2 separate regions of the Sus scrofa genome follow, and region 1 is linked to region 2. A link is a contact called in public Hi-C data. All regions are on one chromosome and are shown on one strand. The core of a region is the stretch at or near the end of the contact, and the rest is flanking DNA. Distances in the headings are between cores, read along the strand shown.

Evidence for each region. Hi-C and Micro-C count contacts between places; a contact is called where the count stands out from the background.
Region 1: a contact with region 2 is called in a Hi-C map of liver, with 5 times the contacts expected there. The contact joins the promoter of PTOV1 here to the promoter of RPL13A in region 2. A contact is called at or near these places in 1 of 5 promoter capture datasets (liver) and 1 of 47 Hi-C or Micro-C datasets (liver).

What each region holds. Positions count from the first base shown.
Region 1 is chr6:54,864,279-54,868,819 of Sscrofa11.1, forward strand. PTOV1 (prostate tumor-overexpressed gene 1 protein) reads left to right here and starts at 1,314. Exons shown (of 12, transcript XM_003127351.5): 1 at 1,314-1,684; 2 at 4,253-4,390; 3 at 4,527-4,541. The coding sequence starts at 1,514.
Region 2 is chr6:54,563,295-54,567,685 of Sscrofa11.1, forward strand. It overlaps RPL13A (ribosomal protein L13a), which reads left to right and starts at 1,499. Exons shown (of 8, transcript NM_001244069.1): 1 at 1,499-1,538; 2 at 3,044-3,116; 3 at 3,480-3,545; 4 at 3,727-3,828; 5 at 4,027-4,112; 6 at 4,296-4,355. The coding sequence starts at 1,524.

The DNA.
Region 1 (4,541 bases), core at 64-2,563, 300 kb after region 2:
AGCAACTCAGGATCCGAGCCGCGTCTGCGATCACAGCTCACGGCATCGCCGGATCCTTAACCCCCCGAGCGAGGCCAGGGATCAAACCCCCATTCCTCATGGATGCTAGTCGGGTTCGCTGACCGCTGAGCCATAAGGGGAACTCCCCTAATATTTTCTTTCTTTTTTTTTTTTTTTTTGTCTTTTTGTCTTTTTTGTTGTTGTTGTTGCTATTTCTTGGGCCGCTTCCGCGGCATATGGAGGTTCCCAGGCTAGGGGTTGAATTGGAGCTGTAGCCACCGGCCTACGCCAGAGCCACAGCAACGCGGGATCCGAGCCGCGTCTGCAACCTACACCACAGCTCACGGCAACGCCGGATTCTTAACCCACTGAGCAAGGGCAGGGACCAAACCCGCAACCTCATGGTTCCTAGTCGGATTCGTTAACCACTGCGCCACGACGGGAACTCCCTATTTTCTTAATTCATTTGTTCCTCATAACCGTTTGGGGTTAACTATTACCCACGTTTAAGAAACAGGGAAATTGAAACAAATCTTACACAACTTCTAGTAAGTGAATACGCAGTCGTTAAATTCTTGAGTGAATGAGAGAATCAATGAATGAATGGTTAGTTATTACCCACATTTAAGAAACAGGGAAATTGAAACAAGAAATCTTACACAACTTCTAGTAAGTGAATACACAGTCGTTTAATTCTTGAGTGAATGAGCGAATCAATGAATGGCCCTGAAAGGCGGGTGGCAAGAAGCCGGAGGAGGTGCGGAGGGAGGCGTGTGGAGCCTAAGGCGCGGGGGCCAGTTGGCACGCAGATATCACTGGCAGTGTCTCCCAGGGACCTCTGGCTCCGCCCATACCGCGCGGGGATCGCTGGGAGTTGTGGTCCCTGGCCCACCTAGCCACGTCACAGCCTTCAAGTCCTCGCCTTAGGCCTGGTACGATCCGTATCCCCAAACTTCTACGTAGGTTCCGTTGCCCCCAGGTCTGTTACTCCTTCCTCCCCCTTTTCCTGATGTGTCTTGATATAGTCTCCCGGCTCCGAGGGTCTGGGACTCAGGGTACGGTCTCCCGGTATGTCACCCCCCATCCCGATCTTGGTATCGTCCTCTACGTTCCTCTCGCCCCCCCCGTGACGCTTCGGCATGGTCTTTCCTGCCACGCCCCCGCCGAAGTTGTTTCTTTCACGTCCTCTGGGTCCCTCCCCTTCGGCCCATAGTATCTTCCAATTGTCGAATTCCCCGCCCCCCACACCCTCTCCTTTTCCCGGGGCTCCCCTAGCTCTATTTTGGTACACGCCGGCCACGCCCCCTCGCAGACGCTCTTGGTAGGCGCCGCGCTCCCCCGCTCACCACAGTGGTTTGGCCGCAGCAACCCCTCTCCAGCGGCGCGTCCTCCGCGTTTGGTACAGCCCAGCCCGTCTCCCCCGAAGCCGCGCGCCCTCGCCCCTCAGTCGGTGGAACCCGCAGCCCCCCGTGCGGCCCGTGGCAGCCCCCAGCCCGCTCGGCCCACGCCCGCCATGGTCCGTCCGCGCCGCGCCCCGCACCGCTCCGGCGCTGGGGGCCCCCTCGGGGGTCGCGGCCGACCCCTGCCGCTCCTCACGGTGCGCGCCGCCCGCTCGCGCTCCTGGCCCGCCAGTCCCCGGGGTCCGCAGCCGCCGCGGATCCGGGCTCGCTCGGCCCCTCCCATGGTGAGCCCCCCGCCCTTTTTCCAGAGCTTTCCACGGCCCCGCCCCCGCAGGCCCCTCTCCCCGGCAGGCGTCTTTGTCCGCGACCCACTTCTCTTAGGGGTCTTTCGGGTGGCCCGAAGGCTGGTCCCGCCTGGGGCCGGCTTCCCCCGTGAAACCCCTCAGGTGGTACGCGCCGGTCTCTCCCCTTTGTTTCGCCTTCGGGCCGGGGTGGCGGGGGTGGGGTACGGGGGCGGGGAGCGCTCAGATTACTGCTGACTCCGCGGCCTGATTTAAACGCGGGGTGGGGGGCGGGCAGCGTGCGCGCTTGTTTTTCCAATGGGAAAGTTGTTCGCTCTCCCGGCAGGAAATCTGGAAATGGGGGAGGGGGTTGGGGGACGGCGGCGAGTGGGGGCTTCGCGTCTTGCACTCGCGCGCGCCCAGGTGTTGCCCTCGGGGGCGTTCTCCTCGGGCCCACGCGCCCCTCCACGGCGCCCGTGGCGTGTGCGCCCAGGATTTATTTGCACGCTCGCGCAGATGTGGGATGCCCCTACCGATCGCTGCAAGTCTAGCTTTGCAGGCTTCGACATCTAGCTTCGCAGGTACCCTAAGTTACAGATGCTTCGCCAGCCATGAAACATGCATACACTTCTCAGAAAGCTCTATAAGGTTTTCTGGAGCGGTAAAGCCACATCTCAATGCTTCACGGACTGCCGAACCGTGACACTCTCGCGGGGATGCGCGTTCTATCCTGGCGCTCAAGCTGTCTTAAAACATTCTGCCCCGGCGTTGTGCTTGGCGGGGAGCTGTGGCAGGTCTGCATGAGCCTTAAAAATGTGTCATGGACTTTTATACGTAGCCATCCGGACTCTGAACGTCTGTCTAAATTTAAAAGTAATCCTTCCCTCCGCCGCCTTCCCCCTTTCTTAGCATTTGTGTCTACTGGTTCAGAAGCGCCTCCTGAGTCCTTAAACATGCACCCTGAGGCTTCTATCCTCCCTCCAAGTACTAAATGGGCTTCCTGTGCAGTAAACAACACATCCCAGGTCGGAGAAACAGCCAAATCGTGCCCTCCCCTGCCTAGGTGTGAGTTCTCCTGTGGGATCGCACTTAGGTCTCATCCTTAAACGTGGTCCTGCATCTTGATGCGCTTTCTGCTCTTCCAGGGGAGACCTGAGCTTAGCACCCCTGGTCTTCATATCCCAGATTCAGACGTGGTCAGCGGGGTTTCCCATACGTGTGTCTCTGGAGCTCACACCGACTGGGTCCTTAAGTGCGTCCACCTGGACCCCAAAGGCTCTTGCAGTCGTGTGCCTTGAGTGCATTTTCTCAGACGCTGTGCGCCCTGGCAGTGGTGCCTTCACAGCCAGCGCTGCAGCAGCCATCCTCCATCTCAGACACTTAAGCAGGGAACCTCGCGCCCCCCCCCCCCCCCCGGTTTTCCCCCAGTACCTTCTGCTTTTCTTCTTGATCTCAGACCTTGCTGGAATCCCACCCAGCACCACCTGCCCAGGGGGAGAGCATGCTTGCTTAGGTTTTTTGTTTTGTTTTTATTCTTTAAGGTCTTAAAAGATACATTTTTTTCATGCCTGTCTTTACTCTTTGGACAGAAAACATCTATGTACTTCACAGAAAATTTGGAAAATATCCATTAGTGATAAGATACAAAATAACAACCACTACTTTTTTTTTTTTTGTCTGGAGGTTTATTTACTGTTGAGGTTTTTCTGGGTTTCTTGCTGCCCTGCTGGTCTGCTTTTGCTTTCAGATAGATGGTTTTGGTTTAAGAAAGGCTAACTGGAGAGTGCCCTGTGATAGAACGTGTGGCTTTCTGTGGCTTCATTGCTAGAACGTTCGTCAGGTGTCCTGTGGGTGTTCTCAAAACATTGTTTGAAAGATCCCTCCAGGTGTTGTTATGCTCTTTGTTCCAAACGTCTCCCCACTTCCCTGGATGGTTCTGTGTGCTTCTGGGCGCTTCCTTCCTGCCCCGTGCTCCCCGGGTATCAGGCTGAGGTGGCTACAACCTGGGCTGTGCAAGAGAGGGCCGGCGACAGCCTGGGAGAGGTTGGCGGGAGCCAGAGGGAAGAGTGTGGACTTTGTCTTGAGGGCCTGGGGAGCCTTGGCAGGGCATGGCCAGGATGGAGCCAACCGGTGTGCCAGACAGACACAACCCAGGCTGGCTTGGGGGCTTCGGGGGCTTCGAGGAGGCTCTGGATCCCCAGAGAGCTGCTTTTCAGCTGGGTTTCCACGGACGGAGCAGAAATTGGTCAGCCTGGGAAGATGAGCCGGGGGCATGCACAGTGGAGCAGAGGCTGGGTGAGGACGTGGTGGGAGGCTTTCAGGGCCCCTTCGTGGGCCACCCTGCCTGTTGACGAGCAGGCTGGCAGGGTGAAGACTCCTGAAGTGGCAGCTGGAAAAGGGCATGGGGTCAGCCACGTGGGGTCGTGACCATTGGGACAGAGGGTTTGGCGATGGCCCTGGGCTTCAGAGCAGGGGTTTGGGTCTGTACAGTGGGACGTCCCTTCCCAGGAACGTGGGGGACAGCTCCTCAGCGGCCCCCCAACCTCAGTTTCCCCACACTCTCTGCCACAGCAAGGTGCTCGTGTCTTTGGGGCCCTGGGGCCCATTGGGCCCTCCTCGCCGGGGCTCGCCCTTGGGGGCCTGGCCGTCGGCGAGCACCGGCTCAGCAACAAGCTGCTGGCCTGGAGTGGCGTCCTCGAGTGGCAGGAGGTGAGTGGTCCTCAGCGGGTCCCCATTGAGCCCTGGGGGCTTCGGGCTGGACCCTGGGGTTCCTTCTGCCCCTGCAGGTGGGGGGAGGCCTGGGCACCAGGGTTGTGTCCAGTGACCCCTCCTGCTCCTGCCACAGAAGCGCAGACCCTAC
Region 2 (4,391 bases), core at 249-2,748:
TTAACCCAATGTGCCATGCACAAGGGAATTTTTTTTTTTTTCTTTTTGAGGTGTCCCCAGCATTCACATGAGGTCAGTACCATGGCCGTACTGGAGAGCACAGAACTAAAATGCTTCCACCATTGCAGAGAGTCCTCTTGGACAGGGCTGCCGCAACACACAGTGAGAGCTCACTGTGAATGGAGCTGTTTGGGGCCCCGAGTCTGTGCTGAGCCCTGAGCATGGGCCTTCTTCTCCTCTGACCGTGGAGCCTCAGACAGCCCACGAGTCATCTACCATCCCGTTTTACAGAGGAAGACGCCGAGGCCCAGAGAGAGGAGTCACCTGCCAGAGGACACAGAGCGGAACTTGGAGGAAATCAGTTAGAGACTGGTCCCTTCCTTGGCCACGCTGCCCCTGTTACTGTCTCCCCAGGATGGAGGCAACGCCAGCACCCGACCCCGGCCCCACCTTCCCCCCTCTGTACAAAGCCCTTAGCCCCAGGAAACTGTATATAAATCATTCTTTTCTGCCAGCTCTAGCCTGGCCTGTCTGTGAGGGGACAGGGTGTGGATGGCGCAGTTTGGGTTTGGGTGTTGGTTTTGCAGTTAAGGCAACGTTTCATTCAGGACCTACTTTCTGAGGTTCCTGGGGGCCCAGAGGTTGGGACCAGCCCTCTCAGGGTTCCTGGTCCCTGGAGAGGACAGGGACACAGAGGGCCCTGAGTACAGGATTACACACGCTCTAATGGAAGCGGTATAGGCAACTGTGGGAGCCCAGAGAAGGGACCTGAGCCAGCCTGAGCTATCATGGAGGCTCTCTGGAGCAAAGAACTCAGGCCGCATCTTAGAAGGTGGGGTGGAGGGGAGGCCATCCCAGCCGAGTGGCACAGCCAAAGCAAAAGCTTTGTCCAGAGAGTCCGAAGCTCATTGTGGGGCACTCAGGCATCCAGAAGTCATGCCTTCAAACATGAGACCTCATCGGGAAGATTAGCTCCATCTGCTTGACACATGGGGACGCTGAGGCCCAGATACGGCCAGGGATTTGGCCAGGTCGCAAGGAAGCCAAACAGGCACCGGAATCCAGATCTCTAAGCCTAGACTGAGAGCTGCCACCACGCGCCCAGCAGCCAGTCATTGCTCTAGGGAGTAACTGCCTCTCTCCTCCCGCCTTCCCGGCGCTCGCCTCCAGCCCTGGGCCCACCCCGCTTTCTGCAAACCCCGCGGGCAGCTCGCGCGAGGATTGCTAGCCCCTCAGAAATACCGGGGCGGAGGCTGGAGGGCCCCGCCCCAGCAGGGCCGCCCCCTACCCCAATGCGATCTCTCCCGGTATAGCCGTGGACGCCCAGGTCGGATGGGAACGACACTGATTGGTCAGCCAGAAGAAGACCCGCCTTGCAGTGGGGCCTTTCTGCGCACGCGCTCGACACTCTGGCCAATGAAAAGACGGGAAACGGCCTTTGTTGCGTCACTTCTTCCGCCCCTGTTTCAAGGGATAAGAAACCCTGCGCCAAGAGTTCCTTCTTTCCCAGGCAGCTGCCGAAGATGGCGGAGGGGCAGGTATCGGCTCCGCGCGGGCTGGGGCGGCGTGGGGTCGGGGTCGTGCAGGTCGGGCCGAGGTTGGACCTCTTTTCCCCCGCAAGTGTGCTGTGGAAGGAATTTAGGATCGATAACTGACCAAAACAGAAAGCCATTAGGGTAAGAGGAGTCCAAAACGGCTATTTAAGATGGCTTTTGCGTTCTGGGCTGGCCAGGATGCGGCGTCGTTCTTCCCTTGAGGAGCCGTGTTAGGGCCTTCAGCACAAGAAAGGATACTTAAAAACTAGGTCTCGTTTACCTTGTTCTTGGCCCAAGTAGACCCTTGTGTCCCCAGCGCTGGGGAAGCACGCGGAAGGCCGCCCCGCGGCGGCAGAGGATTGGCCAAAATGGAGGGTACTTAGGCCCGGCCAGAGCCGTGGGTTCCTTCGGCCTCCTGGGTTCTTCCCCAACTGTGGGTATTTTGGCAGGAAATCTTTTGCAGTGGATTGAGAAAACTGCCTACAGGGCATGCGGGAGCCAACTGGTTTTTGTCCCTCTGCTTCGGGGTTGATGGAGTCCTGCTGGTGCTGAGGACTGGGATGGAATGTTCTACCGCTCTCCACATCTTTTGCCCTTAAGCACCTGGAGGCCCTCAAGGAAGGCAGCAGCAGCCGTGCTCTGACTGCCTGATTTCTTTGTGTGACTTCTTGGATAATAAAAGGAGGATGGTTCTGGAGGGGGTCTGCACGTGATGGGTCTATGGTTAGGGAGGGAAAACCAAGTTTGGAGCCAGGCATATGATAGGGTTCTCAGAACATGCGTCCCGGCTTTTACGGTGTCTGGCACAGCTTGCGTTATGTTTTGTGTAATTCGTTTAATTTATCGCAGTGTTCCTGAGGCTGGTATTGGAGATTGGAGGGTTCTGATTGATCAAAGTCACATTGGCAGGGAATCTGGCTTTAGCGTCGGTAGCCTTTTACGCTGCTTTTCAACAATCCCAACTTGTATAGCAAGCACCTGATACGGGGACTTTGACTCTTGACAAGCCATGGATTAAGCAGTTGACCAGTTCACACTCGGAGACACAGGGCCAGCATGGGTTTTTTTGTCTCGCATCACCCACCCTGAACCTTGGTTTTCTTCGCTTTGACATTCATGCAGCAACCCTTTGAGATAGGGACGGGATGGGATTCTGTCAAGATTTTACAGCTTGCATCCAGGTCCCACGTTCTCCCTGGATGCTCAGTGTGGCCACGGTTGGTTCGCATTGTAGTTTCTTTTACCATCAAACGTAATCTGAGTACAGAAATTCCTGCCAATTGAGCAAGCTGGAGGGGAACTCTTTGGTATCTTAGCTCACTCACCAGGATCCTGAGTTAGTTGTTGACCTTCTTGGCCTCATCTGTAAAGGGAACCTTGGGTCTCATGCCAGCTTAGCAGGCACCCTGGGAAGCGGGTGAAATGAACACGTAGGAAGGAATGATGGAGGTGGGGGTGTCAAGGCAGGCTGTGGGCGCCTCTGAGCCCTCTCATCCTATCTCCAGCAGGTGCTGGTGCTCGATGGCCGAGGCCATCTCCTGGGCCGCCTGGCGGCCATTGTGGCCAAGCAGGTACTTCTGGGTAAGTCTGCCCTTGGTCCACAGCTCCCCTGGATCTGAGCTCCAAGGTCAGTGATGAGCAACAATCACCATCTTTCGTTTGAGTCTCACGACCATGAGATCAACCCCATGCACCGCTCTGAGACCTGCCAGCCGCCTCCCCTCCCGGGTTGGGGGCTCTGCGTTCAGACATTTTTCTGTGGGTCCAACAGATTGAACGTTCTGCCGAGTAGTGCTCTGTGACTGGGCAGGAGACTTCCCCGCCTGCCCTGTGCACTGTGGCCAGTTTCAGGCAGGAAGGGGTCTCCTTTCTTTCAGGGTCCTGGGTAACAGGCGGGTCCTTAACCTTTCCCCTCCTTGACGCCTGGTTTTCCATTCACTCTAGGCCGGAAGGTGGTGGTTGTGCGCTGTGAGGGCATCAACATTTCTGGCAATTTTTACAGAAACAAACGTAAGTTAGGGCCTGCAAAGAGGGCTGGAGAGGGTTGGGCTGTGGGCTTCTCAGGCTTCACTGGCTCCAAAAGTAGTCCCGTTGGCAGTTGATCCAAACAGGCCCGGTACTAATGGTTGTGCCCTGGGGGGACTTGGCGTCCGGCGTCCGACTGCAACTTAGACATGCTCCTCTCTGACAGTGAAGTACCTGGCCTTCCTCCGCAAGCGCATGAATACCAACCCGTCCCGAGGCCCCTACCACTTCCGAGCCCCCAGCCGCATCTTCTGGCGGACGGTGCGAGGTGAGCTGGGCCTGAGGGTGGGGGGGTGACAGGGCAGGTGGCCAGTGATGACTTTCCCACTTGTGTTCGAGCTTCTGGCCATGATATGACTTGGACATGCACTACCATCTGAGGCCACCCACCTGCCTGCCTGCCCACCTCGCTGCGGCAGGGTCCTCGCACGGCCCGCTGAGCAGGCCCGCTGTCCTCTGCCCCCAGGCATGCTGCCCCATAAGACCAAGCGAGGGCAGGCCGCCCTGGACCGTCTCAAGGTGTTCGATGGGATCCCGCCACCCTATGACAAGGTGAGCGAGGCCCAGCTCCCGCAGCAGCAGCAGCCGTGGCTCCAGCGTCCGTGATGTTCCGCGATTACCTACATTGTTTGATCCTCATGAAAACAGCACTGGCTGAGACGCCCGCCCTCGCCAGCCTTCCTCCCTGTCTGTCCCTCACACCAGGTCCCTTAAGCCCCTCTCCTTCTCTAACAGAAAAAGCGCATGGTGGTGCCTGCCGCCCTCAAGGTGGTGCGTCTGAAGCCTACGCGGAAGGTGAGTTCTCTGGTCCTGCTGAGTGACAGCTTGGGC